Regions from separate parts of the Mus musculus genome. Here regions 1 and 3 are each linked to region 2. Evidence: chromatin contacts called from public HiChIP or PLAC-seq and Micro-C data. All regions are on one chromosome and are shown on one strand. Each heading gives the region's core, a stretch centred on a gene start, on an enhancer-like site or on the middle of the called end of the contact. The rest is flanking DNA. Distances are from core to core; before and after follow the strand shown.

Region 1 (4,109 bases), core at 984-3,483, 130 kb before region 2:
CAGCGCCGGTCTGTTTAAAAGGCGCAGTGGCTGGGTCTTAAATGGAAGCTTCTAGCTTCTTTTATGAGTAGAAAATGAGCTCATGTCCCTAGCATTTCCTCTCTTACTCTTTGTCTAAACGATTCTTTCAGACTGATATCTAGCCACACCAGTCCCTGAGCTCATCATACTTCTGTCTCAGGACTGCCCCACTTAGTAAACAAAATTCTTACAAAAGCATCTCTAGAATTCAGTCTGCAGTGACAAAAAAAATAGAAGTGGAGCTCTGCCATGAACAGGTTTACATGCAGTGCAAAGCCTGGGAAAGAAGGCACAGAAAATGGGGAGTCGTGGTTGTGTGTGCCCTGGGCTCTGCTCTCCGCCATGGTCAATAACCTCTCAAATGCCTGCATGTGCTTCTGGTAGATCAAGAGAAATGGAATAAAGTTCTTCTCAGTTAGCTCCAACAAGGAGTGTGTGTGAGTGTGTGTGTGTGTGTGTGTGTGTGTGTGTGTGTGTGTGTGTGTGTTCATAAAGGTGGTTCATGTGTAGTCTGGTGAGTGTGCACATATATGGAGGCCAGAGGAAAACCTACTTGTTGGTTGGTTTGTTGGTTTGTTGGGTTTTTGTCTTGAGAAATAGTCTTTCACTGGCCTGAAATCTACCAGGTATGCTAAACTAAGTTGGTTTGCCAGTCAACTTCAGGGATCTACCCGTGTCTCCTTCTCCCAAGCACTGGCTTGTGCCAGCATGCAGGACATTTTGTTTTGTTTGTTTCCTTTCATTTCTCATGAGTTCTGGCAATTAGAGTCAAGTTCTCCTGCTTTTGAGACAAGCAATTTGCTTGGACAGTCAATGGACAATACTGTTCACAGCAGTGAGTAGTGTACACTCACTCTTTTGATAACTTATAGAGTTTCAAGTCTTGAAGAAAATAGAGCTTTGTCCCTGTCTTAGGACTACATCTGGACCACTCAGGTGAGTGCTTCTGGGACCAGCTCAACAGCTTTTCTCAATAGATTCTTTTCACAATTTCTGTTTATTCCTGATGTCAAAAGCTCTTCCTGGATAGCTTGCTTGAATTTCACTATTGGGTTTTTAAATTATTTTCCTTTATCCCACCCTCAGCTTAGAGGCAGTGTAAGCTGGATAGATCATCCAAACGCTATCTTCTATCAAGCTGAGCCATGGTAAATGTGCTTGGACTGAAGTGTCTGTGGTTTTACGTTGCATTCCAGTGAGGTGATAGAACCTGATCTCCCGGTGGAATGTTCTCTTTCAGGTCTTGCACGCCTGTGAGATAAAGGCTGACCCGCTGGCAGAAAAACTGAGCACTTCTTGATAGTGGCCACAAGAGAGGGCATTGTTTCTCTTAGAGCTAGTCCCCTCCCATCCTATCACAACTCATGACGTGTGCTCTCTGAGTTTAGAAATCCTAAGTTAATTCTTCTAAAACGAAACCTGGGCCTGAGTAATTGTGCCTATAACACCTGATATTCCAGTAGTGCCTCGTGCTTAATAGCAACAAGGAGCACTGATATAGGGTGACTTTCCACAGTCAACAGCTCTGAGTCCATGAGGGTTCACCAGTCCTGAAGTGGAGGAATTTAAAAGAATCTGTCTATACTGAACAAGTGTGACACCTTTTTCTTTCCACGACTCCCTAAAATATACCAGATAACACCTATTTACATGGTATTTATATTGTATCGATACTATGAGAGATCAAGAGATTATTAAAAGTATATGCACACCAGTTATATGCAAGTATTCCATGAGGAATGAGTGTACCATGCATTTTTTTGATTCATGAAGAGTCTGAGAACCAATTCTTGCAGATGTGCTGAGGTGGCTACAATAAAATCATCTACTAGGACACTCTTCCTTCCAAAAGGCAATCTCTTCTTAGAGACATTAAACAGCAACTTTATAACAGCAATTATGTTATAAGAAAATGTGTTCCATATAATTATGCCATAAGCAAGGGTTAGGGACATAAACTTGGTTTATGTTTGTCTCAGAAAGAACAGACAAGATTTTAAAAAGTGCAAGCACTCAGAAACTCCTGAGAAAGACCTCTCTCTGTGTTCACTTTGACCTCTTCTTCGAGGCATAGCTATCCAGTGAGAGGTGTGGAAGGGAAAAATCATTGAGCCCTGAGATGGGCTTTCCCAGCCTCCTGCAGAACGGTCTGTCCAGGTCTGTGAATCAGTGTCAGAACTGGGCAGGGCGAGGTTCCCCTATCCTGCAGCCTGTGATTAGGAAAGCATCCATCTGTCAACAGAGGCTCTCAGCTGCTTTTCCAGCCGGCTTCCACCTCCCTGACTCACTCAGTGATGCCACATCTAATGTTTATGACCTAACGCCTGATCACCATGGAACTAGCACAAACTGGAGACTGTTGAGGAGCAAAACCCACAGAGAGACTCTGGGCACTGCAGGAAACGAGAAAAAAGACCCTCATTCATGGAGACCACAGGAGAAGACAGAACATCCCATCCCTCATGTGGACACTTCCACCGGTTGCTAAAACGGATCCTTGGACGCTTTTGAGCTTCTTGAAGAACCCAAATAAGGACGTAGGGTGACCAAGGACAAACAAACACTGTGGCGTTTAGAAATGAAGACCAAGGAATGGGAGGGAATGTGTATGCGGCTATTTAATAAAGTTTGGATCACAAATTCAGCTTCCTTTCTTTTCTGCCAGCATGTGGCAATGGATGAAAAGAGAAAGGGCAGCGAGTGCCAGGAGAAAGTTCTCCCCAAACTGAACCTTGGGAACAGCCCCGAAGGTGTATTCTCCAACTGGGATGGTTGGTACAATGGTAAGCCCACACCTCCTTGTGAAACGGAAGGCCAGTGGGAAGGATCAAGTACTTTTCAGTAAAGATCTTCACAGTTAATGCTGTGAGCAGCGGCAAACTTTGGCACAGACACACGAGCCAGATGAGGACCCCAGTGGCATCAGCAAGGTGAAGTGTGTCTGACTTCCTGGCCTGCCATCCCCAAACTAATCAGGAGGGGCTGCTCTCCAGCCCTAAAGAGCCTGTATGAACAGAGTCTCCTGGAGTGCTTGCGGCTTCCAAGTAATGGGAGGATCTTTTTATAACCGTTGTGGTTTCATGTAAAAGGAAGCTTAGAATCAGTGGGAAAGGGAGGGGAACTTTTTGAGCTGCAGACCATCTGAAAGGGGGGAAATCATAAATACCAGAGTGTCTGATTATTTGAACGTCTCTTGAAGTCGAATAGTGAACCTTCTTCATGTTTGGCTTCCCCGCACTTGGCTCCCTCTGACAACTTTGCAGGCATCAGGGTCTGTCTGGAATTCATTCCAAGTTGGAGGGATATTTTTTCCCTTGACATTTTGCAGCTGAGGCGGCCCCAAGGAGGAAGCTGAAGAGCGTAACATTACCAAATATGTCCTTTCTCCTGCTTGTATATTTTATTTCCACAGGAAAAGAAGGCAGATTCAGGCCAAGAAGGGCTGGCCAAGAAGAACCGGGCCATCGCAGGCAGCTTCTGGCAGATGAAGACATTGATCAGTCGCCATAGTTCTCAAGAAAGGAAGCTGTTGGTGCCCACCAGTAGAAATCTGCTTTGCTTCAAGACAAATTCTGACAATTTTTTTTTACATGTTATCCCTCTGTTTCAGAAAAATTACCTGTCCTTGTGTTGGTCTCCTGTTCTTAAAAGCACTTGAGTGGGATTTAAAGCCAGTGTGTATTCCTTTAACTAAGCCTGTGTATTCTCCAACTGGGAGGGTCAGTCTACAGTGAGGTTTCAGAAGCCTCATCTATGAAATGAAGATGCAGGTTGCCCAAGTCACGTTAAATTCCCAAGACTGGTAACTCTAGCCTTATTTGATCACGTGCTTTAATCCCTTAAATTTCAGCACTCTTCCCAATATTTATGTATGCATGATTCAGAATTACTACAACTTGACTCCGTCTTACAAAACATATAATGGAATATGCCTATACACATATGCACACAAAATCAACGTTTAATATAGATGATTTATAAGAAATGAAAGGGAAGATGCTAGGCTAGGGATATGGTTCAGTTGGTAGAACTTGCCTACTACACACAAAGCCTTGGGTTCCATCTGTGACACTGCATGAAACAGACAC
Region 2 (4,050 bases), core at 366-2,865:
GTTGGCAGACTGAAAAGGCATGTGGCATGCTGTTGGGAACACATTCAATGGGTGGGAAAGCCTAGGGTAGCACTGTTGAACTTGAAGCTGAAAACTATGGCTGTGTTTGTCAGGCCTTGAACATACAGAGAAAAAAAGCTGCTGGGCCTTTTGATGAAGATTTGCCTACTGAGGTAATTCTTGGACAGGAGTCAAATTACTCAGAAGAGAAATAAGTTCATGAAGAGCCAAATAAGTACATAGAGGGTTCTCCAAATTCATCAATTATACAACAATGAGCCCCTTAGAATGAGTTATTTCCCAGAGGCAAACTATGCGTTGTTTCATCTTTATTTCCAGAGTCCCAGGCACAGTGCCTGGTGTATGGTAGGCATTCTATAAACACTCATGCAACTGGGCTGAACCACACTGCTTCATGTCCCCTGCAATGGTCCCTTTCACCAGGTAACAGCCACACTTAACCTTGGCTGCTTGGTTATACAGGAGGAGCATCTCCAACCCCCACACCCCACTCCCCAACCTGATCCACTCCCCTAATTCTTATTCTATTGCTCACTCGCCTTCTCAGCCCCACACAAGCTGTAGTTGACACTTGCAGAGCTCACTGATATAAACAATACAGACCATAAACAATAAATTCCAGGGAGGGAAGGACTGTGGACTTTTGTTTTCCAGTCATGCGGTAAATATTGTTTTTGTTGGCTCTCAGTAAATATTTGTTAAAATACTGAGGCAGGAACCCATAATTTTCATGGTTTCCTCTCATGCTAATAATATTCAGAAGGTTTTAAATAATATGAAATAAATTATCCTTCGCATACTCACATAATAATGGGAACTAGAAAAGCAAAATGTTTTGTAAGGCAAGCCATGCAGGCAGGAAACACACTTGCAAGCAGGCACACACATACACATACACACCACACACAGAAACACATATATACACAGGCACATTCAGACACACATATACACACTCAGACACACATATACCTACATACACACATACCACACACACATACACAAAATATACACAAACCAGATAGACACATACCCTCTCACATACAAACACACCACACACACACATACATACACACTCACAAACACATACACACACAAGGCATACCATACACACACATACACCATACACACATATGCGCACATGCATATCATACACTCACACACATACCACACACATATACACACAAACATATACATATCACACACCCACACACAGATATTGACATGCAAACACACACACACCGTACACTCTCTCACACACATTCATTATAGACAGAAGTTACTCTTTATCCTGGAGACCACAGAGAAATGAAAATGTCTGTGGAGAACTATACTGATTTGTAGGCATTTCAAACACTTTCTTTAAAAAGAACAGACAACCCATTAAGTTTAACCTGAGGGAGTTTGTTTTTCTTATTGCTTTTTGTTTTTGACATAAAGTTAAAAACTCAAATACCATCAACTTCCTTATGCTTGACCCAATCACTCAGTCATCCGTAAACAGTTTCTCCTTGGCGCTGCTCTCTGCAGTCTTGGAATGAGAGAAAAAAGACCCCTGTTCTGATCTGAGCTGCAGTACTGGAGAGTAAAGAACGTGGTGAATAATGAGGCTCTTTTCTGGTTACAGAGAAAGAGCAGAAACTGAGACTGGTCACATTTAATCTAATACAGGAACATTTATAGCAAGCCAGAATACAGTATCCAGTTATTCAAGTCAACAACTTAATAAGCAAAATTCCAGAAGAATGATCAAGACAGCAGGGAGATCCAAGACAGTGATTGCTCTCATTCCGAGGGCCTTGTTTATGAAGTAACCACCTTGTTACAGAGCAGACACAGCACAAAACGATGCAAGAGAGACAGCCACAGCCCCTGCTGTCAACAATACACAAACAGGGATTCCCCAATCCAGCCCTGCACCCCCTCAGCCTGTACCAGAAACAGCAGCCCTGAGCAGAGCAATAAGGGCGCTCACTTTGACCCAAAAGGAATAACCCCACTTCATAATCAGGGTCCTTGGGGACCATGCTCTCTGCCAAGTTAGGTATCAATAAGTAAGAACAAATTAATAATCACTCCATTGATACAAAAGGGAGATCTGAAATGGTGGGTTAAGCACGGCACTGACGGCTTCCTTCCTTCCTTCCTTCCTTACTTCCTTCCTTCCTTCCTTTCTTTCTTTCTTTCTTTCTTTCTTTCTTATTTATTAATCATTTTATTCCTTTACATTTCAAATGATATCCCCCTTCTTAGTTTCCCCTCCACAACTCCCCATCCCATCTCCTCTCCGTTTTGCCTCTATGAGGTGCTCCTCCACCCACTCACCTACTCTTGCCTCACCATTTCTAGCATCCCCCTGCCAGGAGAATGATCAAGACAAGCAGAGACCTCCACAGGACCAAGGGTTTCCCTTCCCATTAATGCCAGACAAGGCCCTCCTCTGCTACATATGCAGCTGGAGCCATGGGTCCCTCCATGCGTGCAATTTGGCTGGTGTTTTTCTCCCTGGGATCTCTAGGTGGTTCAGTCCAGCCACCTAGCTCAAAATTTTTAACCCAGAATTGTTTCTGTCTAAAGGGAATGAAGGGACAAAAAATGGAGCAGAGACTGAAGGAAAGGCCACCCAGAGACCACTCTACCTAGGGATTCATCCCATCTGCAGACACCAAACTCAGACACTATTGTTGATGTCAAGAAGAGCTTCGTGGCAGGAGCCTAGTATGGCTGTACCCTTAGAGGCTCTGCCAGCACCTAACTAATACAGATGCAGATACTCACAGCACCATTGGGCTGAGCCCAGGGACCTCAATGGAAGAGTTAGGGGAAGGGCTGAAGGAACAGAAAGGGATTGCACCACCATAGTAAGAACAATACTATCAACTAACCGATGGCTTGCTCTCATTTCCCTTCCTCAGCTTTGATTGTTTAAGCTTTCAAGGCTGTCATTCCACTATGTATTACCCAGGGAATGTAATATGATTTTATATACAATTTAATCTAGCCTCATCCCAGAGCAAAACTGCAAACAAGAACAACAAATGAGCCGACAACAGCAAGGCACCTAGACAAAGGCTGAGGAAGGAGGGTCACCATAATTCGGAGGCATCAGAAGAAACTAGCCAACTCTCTGATTCAAATAGACAAGTTTCTGGGGGTTTACAAAGGAGAAGAGAGACCCATAGAAGAATAAGCAGGCTCTTACAAGCTGGACAAAGCTAAGATCCAAGTCCCAAGGGAATGAAATGTAAACACCAAAATGAACATCTGGGTCAGAGTCACATTTCCTTCTCTTGGTCCAATAGTACAAGCCTGAAGATCATCGTTATTATACAAGCCTGGGATCTCCGAGACCCTAAGGGCTACAGAAAGCTGCCCAGTCACTGAGAAGCATAAATTATACAAAAGATGAATTTGTATGTGTGCATGCATGCGCATATGTGCACATGTGTGTGCATGTGCCTGTGTTATTGGTTTATCATAATGAAAAGATAGAATATAAAAAGGTGTTTACCTTGCCCTTACCCAACATGAGCTGGAGGTGGGTTAGAAGGAAAAGTCTCCAAATCCAGCTTAGTTGTCACAGAGAGGCTAGGTTGCAAATGTGCTGTGCTCTACAACAGATGCAAAGGCAGTTAATGCCTCGGTCTGGAAGCCTTGACGCCGGGTTGCTCATCACTGATCATAAAGGGACTGAAGGCAACTAGAGTTATCCAAGAGTCCCCAAACTGTCTACGTATAATTTCCTGAGTGCTTTGACCAATTATCTATCTGGTCGCCACAGGCAGTGGTTCCTTGTAATGTCAGAATCATCCTGCCAGAAGTGTGAACTATGGCTTTAATCCCAGAACTTGGGGGGTAGAAGTTACAGACCTCTTTTGGGTTCAAGGTTGATCTAATCTATATAGAGTTCTACTTCAGCAAGGGCTGCATAATGAAACCCTGTCCCAAATAACAAACAAAAAAAGCTAAGGATGTATGGAGAGGCTCCCTGTAACAGTGGTTCTCAACCTTCCTAACATCTCTGGCTTACCT
Region 3 (3,812 bases), core at 964-3,463, 80 kb before region 2:
GAAGAGCACATAAGCTTTAATAGCAGCTGTACCTTCATCAAACGGCTCCATGTTTCTCATCCGGCCTGTCAGGGCCCTTGGTAGAACTTGAGAATGGGGAATAAGTTGCTGCCTCTGCCCATTTCTGTTTCCCAAGTATAAATAATTCCTCTTATAAACCAGAACCTTCCCTCAAGGCCTAGTAGAGATTTGACACTTCAAGAAGTTTTTTTCTTGATCTCTGAACTCAGTTCTCCAACACCAAGCCTGAGGTAATTGTTGTGTCTCAAAGCTCCCAGGGCCTTTGCTTTCCAATGAATAAAGAATAGAGTTCTTCAGAAAATACAGCAGCTCACAAAAGATGCGCAAGAATATCAGCCACAGATACAGCTCTCACATAGGAATACATGCTTGCACTGCAGAGTGGGCTACCCTTCTCTTCCACTGTGTGAAGATTCACATTGATGGGATTTATAAGAAAGCCTACAGCGCCTGTCACAATAGTTAATGAGTTTCTGTCTTGTCTTTTCCAACTAAAATCACTGCGGCATTAAGATTAGGTTTTCTTTTCTTTTTTTTTTTTTTAATATGATCAGTTGTAGTTAGAAACTGCAACCAGAAATGGTGATGATAGTGACTTCCACCATTGTTTTTATGTATCTCCTTTATGAATTCAACTCTTTGCTATCCTCTAACTACAGCAAGAGTCTTCCCTTGGGGACCTCTTGTGTAGTCTCTACAGTTTCCATGTATCTTCTTCCTGGTCCCTGCTTTTTTCTGAACCATTCCATCCCCCATAGCATTATTGCTCTTTCAATAAAGTAACGTCTTGGTATTCCTCAATCATGAGGCTGTGTTCCATTCCCTCATGGTAGCATAGCATGGCTACTTCCAAGACTTAATTTGCCCTATGTAGCCTTTAAGTTACAGTTAGAAAACCACATGGTTCTATGCATGTGTGGCAATCACAACTGCAATGGTCTGACCTAGAGTTTGTATACTTTAGTCACTTTAAAGGAAAGGGGATAAATGTCATAGCTGTGACTCATGCCTGTCTCAGAACAGGAGCATGGCCTGTACAGGGAGACCTGTGGAAGCTCTGCCTTCTTGGGGCGTGAGAGGAAAACTGGAAGCAGACAGAATGGCTTCCAAAGATGTCTTAACACTTAGAGAAACGGTCAAGTGGGTGCAGAAAACACTTATATCCCAAATCAGTAAGTTCTGGAAATGTTAAGATCTGTTTGTAAAATGCAGAACTCATGGGGAATTCATTTCCAACAGATTGCAGGATAGTTATGAACAGTCAGGAAAATAATTGATTACCATTGGAACAGGTTTTTTTTATAACTAATATTTGATCTTGCTTTCAAGTGGTCACTTTGAGATCTTCCATGAACTGCCTGTTTAAATAACCAACATACACTGTGCTCTTGCTTTCCCCACAAACCTCCATTTGTTTTTGTCCCTTAATCTTAACATCCATAGTTTTACACAGCACAGTCATAGTTTTACAAAGTGCACCACTCAAGAGTTACGAAAAATGAGCCGGGCATGGTAGCTCACACCTTTAATCCCAGCACTCGGGAGGCAGAGGCAGGCGGATTTCTGAGTTCGAGGCCAGCCTGGTCTACAAAGTGAGTTCCAGGACAGGTAGGGCTATACAGAGAAACCCTGTCTCAAAAAAAAAAAAAAAAAAAAAGAGTTACGAAAAATTACTCTGCCTCCAGGAAGGTCTATATCTGATCCCCACCAGATCAGACACCGAGCAATAAGAAATTACCATTGCTTAGAAATGTGATTTAGAACATGAAAAATTGCTCTCAATAAGCCTGTGGTAACTAAACCTACTGTCACCCAGCCTGGCTGATGACAAAACTATAAACTCTTGGCTCTACCTTCCTCAAATGTGTTTTCTGCTTGTCTCTCTACAGGAGTGTTCCCTGTAACACCAGGATAGCAGAAAAGAACTATTTTCTGATCAGCGTGTAGTACAGTTCTTGCTGCTATTTCTTAAAAAAAAAAAAGTATCAAAAATATCAATGACATGCATTTCTTTCAGATAGGGGGAAGTCTGTCTGTGGTTTAGCTAGAGGATTTATTGATAAATTTTCAAACAAAGGAGGTGAGAAAGGAAATAGGCCATCTAGAGCAGACCACATAATATATCTCAGTTCTTTTCATCCTCCTAACAACACAGTTATTACATTTAATACACAAGAAACCTAAGCGCCAAAGGACTCAAGCATCTTAGATGATTCACACAATGTCTAGGGAAAGGAGACTTTGACCTGAGCCTACATCGCCGCCTTCCCTTTAAATCTTCATTCCTTTCTCCAGGGTGGTCACAGACAAATTCTGCCCAAATTTAACCTAAGCCCTTGATCGTTTAAAGGTTAAAACCTGTCTCTGTTCAGGGAGTAAATCCCAGAAAAAGCCCTGCATGCCCAGTGCTAGCTGCATGTTTAACCTGGAGATTTGCTACAATAGCAGCCCCTCTGGAAACTGGCCAGGTCTTTAGCCTCCCTGGCACACAGCACAGTGACTCAGGTCAGACTACAGCCGCTCAGAACAAACCCTTCAAAACAGGACCTCAAAAATGTCAATGACTAAGGTACTATTGTTCTCAAATGACCTTGGTTAGGGGCAGAGACCACTCGTGTTCATAAAATAAAAAGCAATGCAAGATGAGAACGTTATGCTGATTGACTTCACTGTTTTCAAGATTTAAAAATAACATTTTTTGAAATTGTTTTGCTTTTGTTTTTGTTTTTATAGCGTTATCAGCTGATTATGGGATAGTCTGAGAAGTGGAAGTACTCCTTCAAATCTTGTTTCTTCCTCTTCTGAAGGACATAAAAGCTAAGCCTTCAGTGAAGTTGCCCTCTGAAGGCCAACGGGAAGTATTTGTTTTGTCTTATGTGTAAAACCGGAGTTAGCATCCAAAAGAACTAGATGTCCCCATGAAAAATGAAAAAGATCATGGTAAACAGCTGGAGAGAGCAGATAGCATGTTGCCCTGTGTGCATTCCTCACAGGCCCCTCACGCTGCTCCCTTCAGACGGAGAAAACATTTCCTGCCTCGGTGCATAGCAGAGGAAGACAAGAGGCCTGCAATGACCTCAGAAGGCTCTGGCAGTTTTCCAAAGGCCTTGAGCAGAATTATCTCAAAGCTTCTATCAATGCAGTGAGCCTTTTCGGTATGGTGTGGAACACTTCTGCACTCAACAGGATAGATAACAGTTGCTGTAGAGGGTCCTCTTTACAACCAATGGAAATATGTTCATCAGTGATGCAGAAGAGGGCATCATTATTAATAATACGTTTCTCTAACCTTCTTCACTCCTAGCCCACCATAATTTTTTAAAGGCAGACAGTAATTTAATAATGCCCATAATATGCTATAGAATATAATATATCCTGTCATTGAATGAATAATAGTAGTTGACATTATTCAAGCACGTGCTGCGCCTCTGGTACTGAGCTTAGAAATAGAGTACGAAGCATGCAAGTCAATGGAGCTGCTAGCCTATTCCTTATTCTGTGAGCCAGAACTTCTAGGGAAGCTCTAACACAGATCAGGGGTCAAACCTGCTCCCTCAGCATTTATAAGTCGATTGATTTAGATGTGTGTAGTACATATATAGCTAAGCTACTATAGAAGCATACAATAAAACTCAGAAATACACGAGAGTATGATAAAAAACTTAACATGTTGGGAAAGCAGGTATTTTTTAAAGGGCATGCAAGGCACACACAACCAAGACAGGGCTAAATAGTGTGCTTTAAATAATATTAAAGGGAATACAGAATTGAGAGGTAGAGAGAGCCATTTT

Evidence for each region. Hi-C and Micro-C count contacts between places; a contact is called where the count stands out from the background. HiChIP or PLAC-seq counts read pairs in DNA pulled down with a chosen protein or histone mark.
Region 1: a contact with region 2 is called in a Micro-C map of palatal mesenchyme, with 1.7 times the contacts expected there. The contact joins two enhancer-like sites. A contact is called at or near these places in 12 of 484 Hi-C or Micro-C datasets (the C2C12 cell line, MC3T3-E1-derived osteoblasts, adipose-derived mesenchymal stem cells and 8 more) and 8 of 115 datasets of contacts at active chromatin or transcription factors (cardiomyocytes, embryonic fibroblasts, embryonic stem cells and 4 more).
Region 3: a contact with region 2 is called in an H3K27ac HiChIP or PLAC-seq map of embryonic fibroblasts, with 22 read pairs. The contact joins two enhancer-like sites. A contact is called at or near these places in 1 of 39 promoter capture datasets (3T3-L1-derived adipocytes), 1 of 15 datasets of contacts at CTCF or cohesin (the NIH/3T3 cell line), 16 of 484 Hi-C or Micro-C datasets (the C2C12 cell line, Sertoli cells, cortical neurons and 8 more) and 3 of 115 datasets of contacts at active chromatin or transcription factors (embryonic fibroblasts and embryonic stem cells).

Annotation. Positions count from the first base shown.
Region 1 is chr10:24,445,073-24,449,181 of GRCm38.p6, forward strand. All of the region lies in intron 3 of Gm15270 (predicted gene 15270), which reads right to left. Among named protein-coding and RNA genes, the nearest start is that of Gm40615, 14 kb to the right of the region's middle. Within about 2 kb of position 2,234, at least 86 of the 459 cell types and tissues checked have an H3K27ac peak or open chromatin away from gene starts, as enhancers often do. A contact at or near this core is called in fibro-adipogenic progenitors, palatal mesenchyme and uterus, where this site is marked.
Region 2 is chr10:24,572,101-24,576,150 of GRCm38.p6, forward strand. The region is part of intron 3 of Gm15270 (predicted gene 15270); the gene reads right to left. Among named protein-coding and RNA genes, the nearest start is that of Gm36089, 21 kb to the left of the region's middle. Within about 2 kb of position 1,616, at least 23 of the 459 cell types and tissues checked have an H3K27ac peak or open chromatin away from gene starts, as enhancers often do. A contact at or near this core is called in embryonic fibroblasts, fibro-adipogenic progenitors, palatal mesenchyme and 1 more, where this site is marked.
Region 3 is chr10:24,491,073-24,494,884 of GRCm38.p6, forward strand. All of the region lies in intron 3 of Gm15270 (predicted gene 15270), which reads right to left. Among named protein-coding and RNA genes, the nearest start is that of Gm40615, 32 kb to the left of the region's middle. Within about 2 kb of position 2,214, at least 82 of the 459 cell types and tissues checked have an H3K27ac peak or open chromatin away from gene starts, as enhancers often do. A contact at or near this core is called in embryonic fibroblasts and uterus, where this site is marked.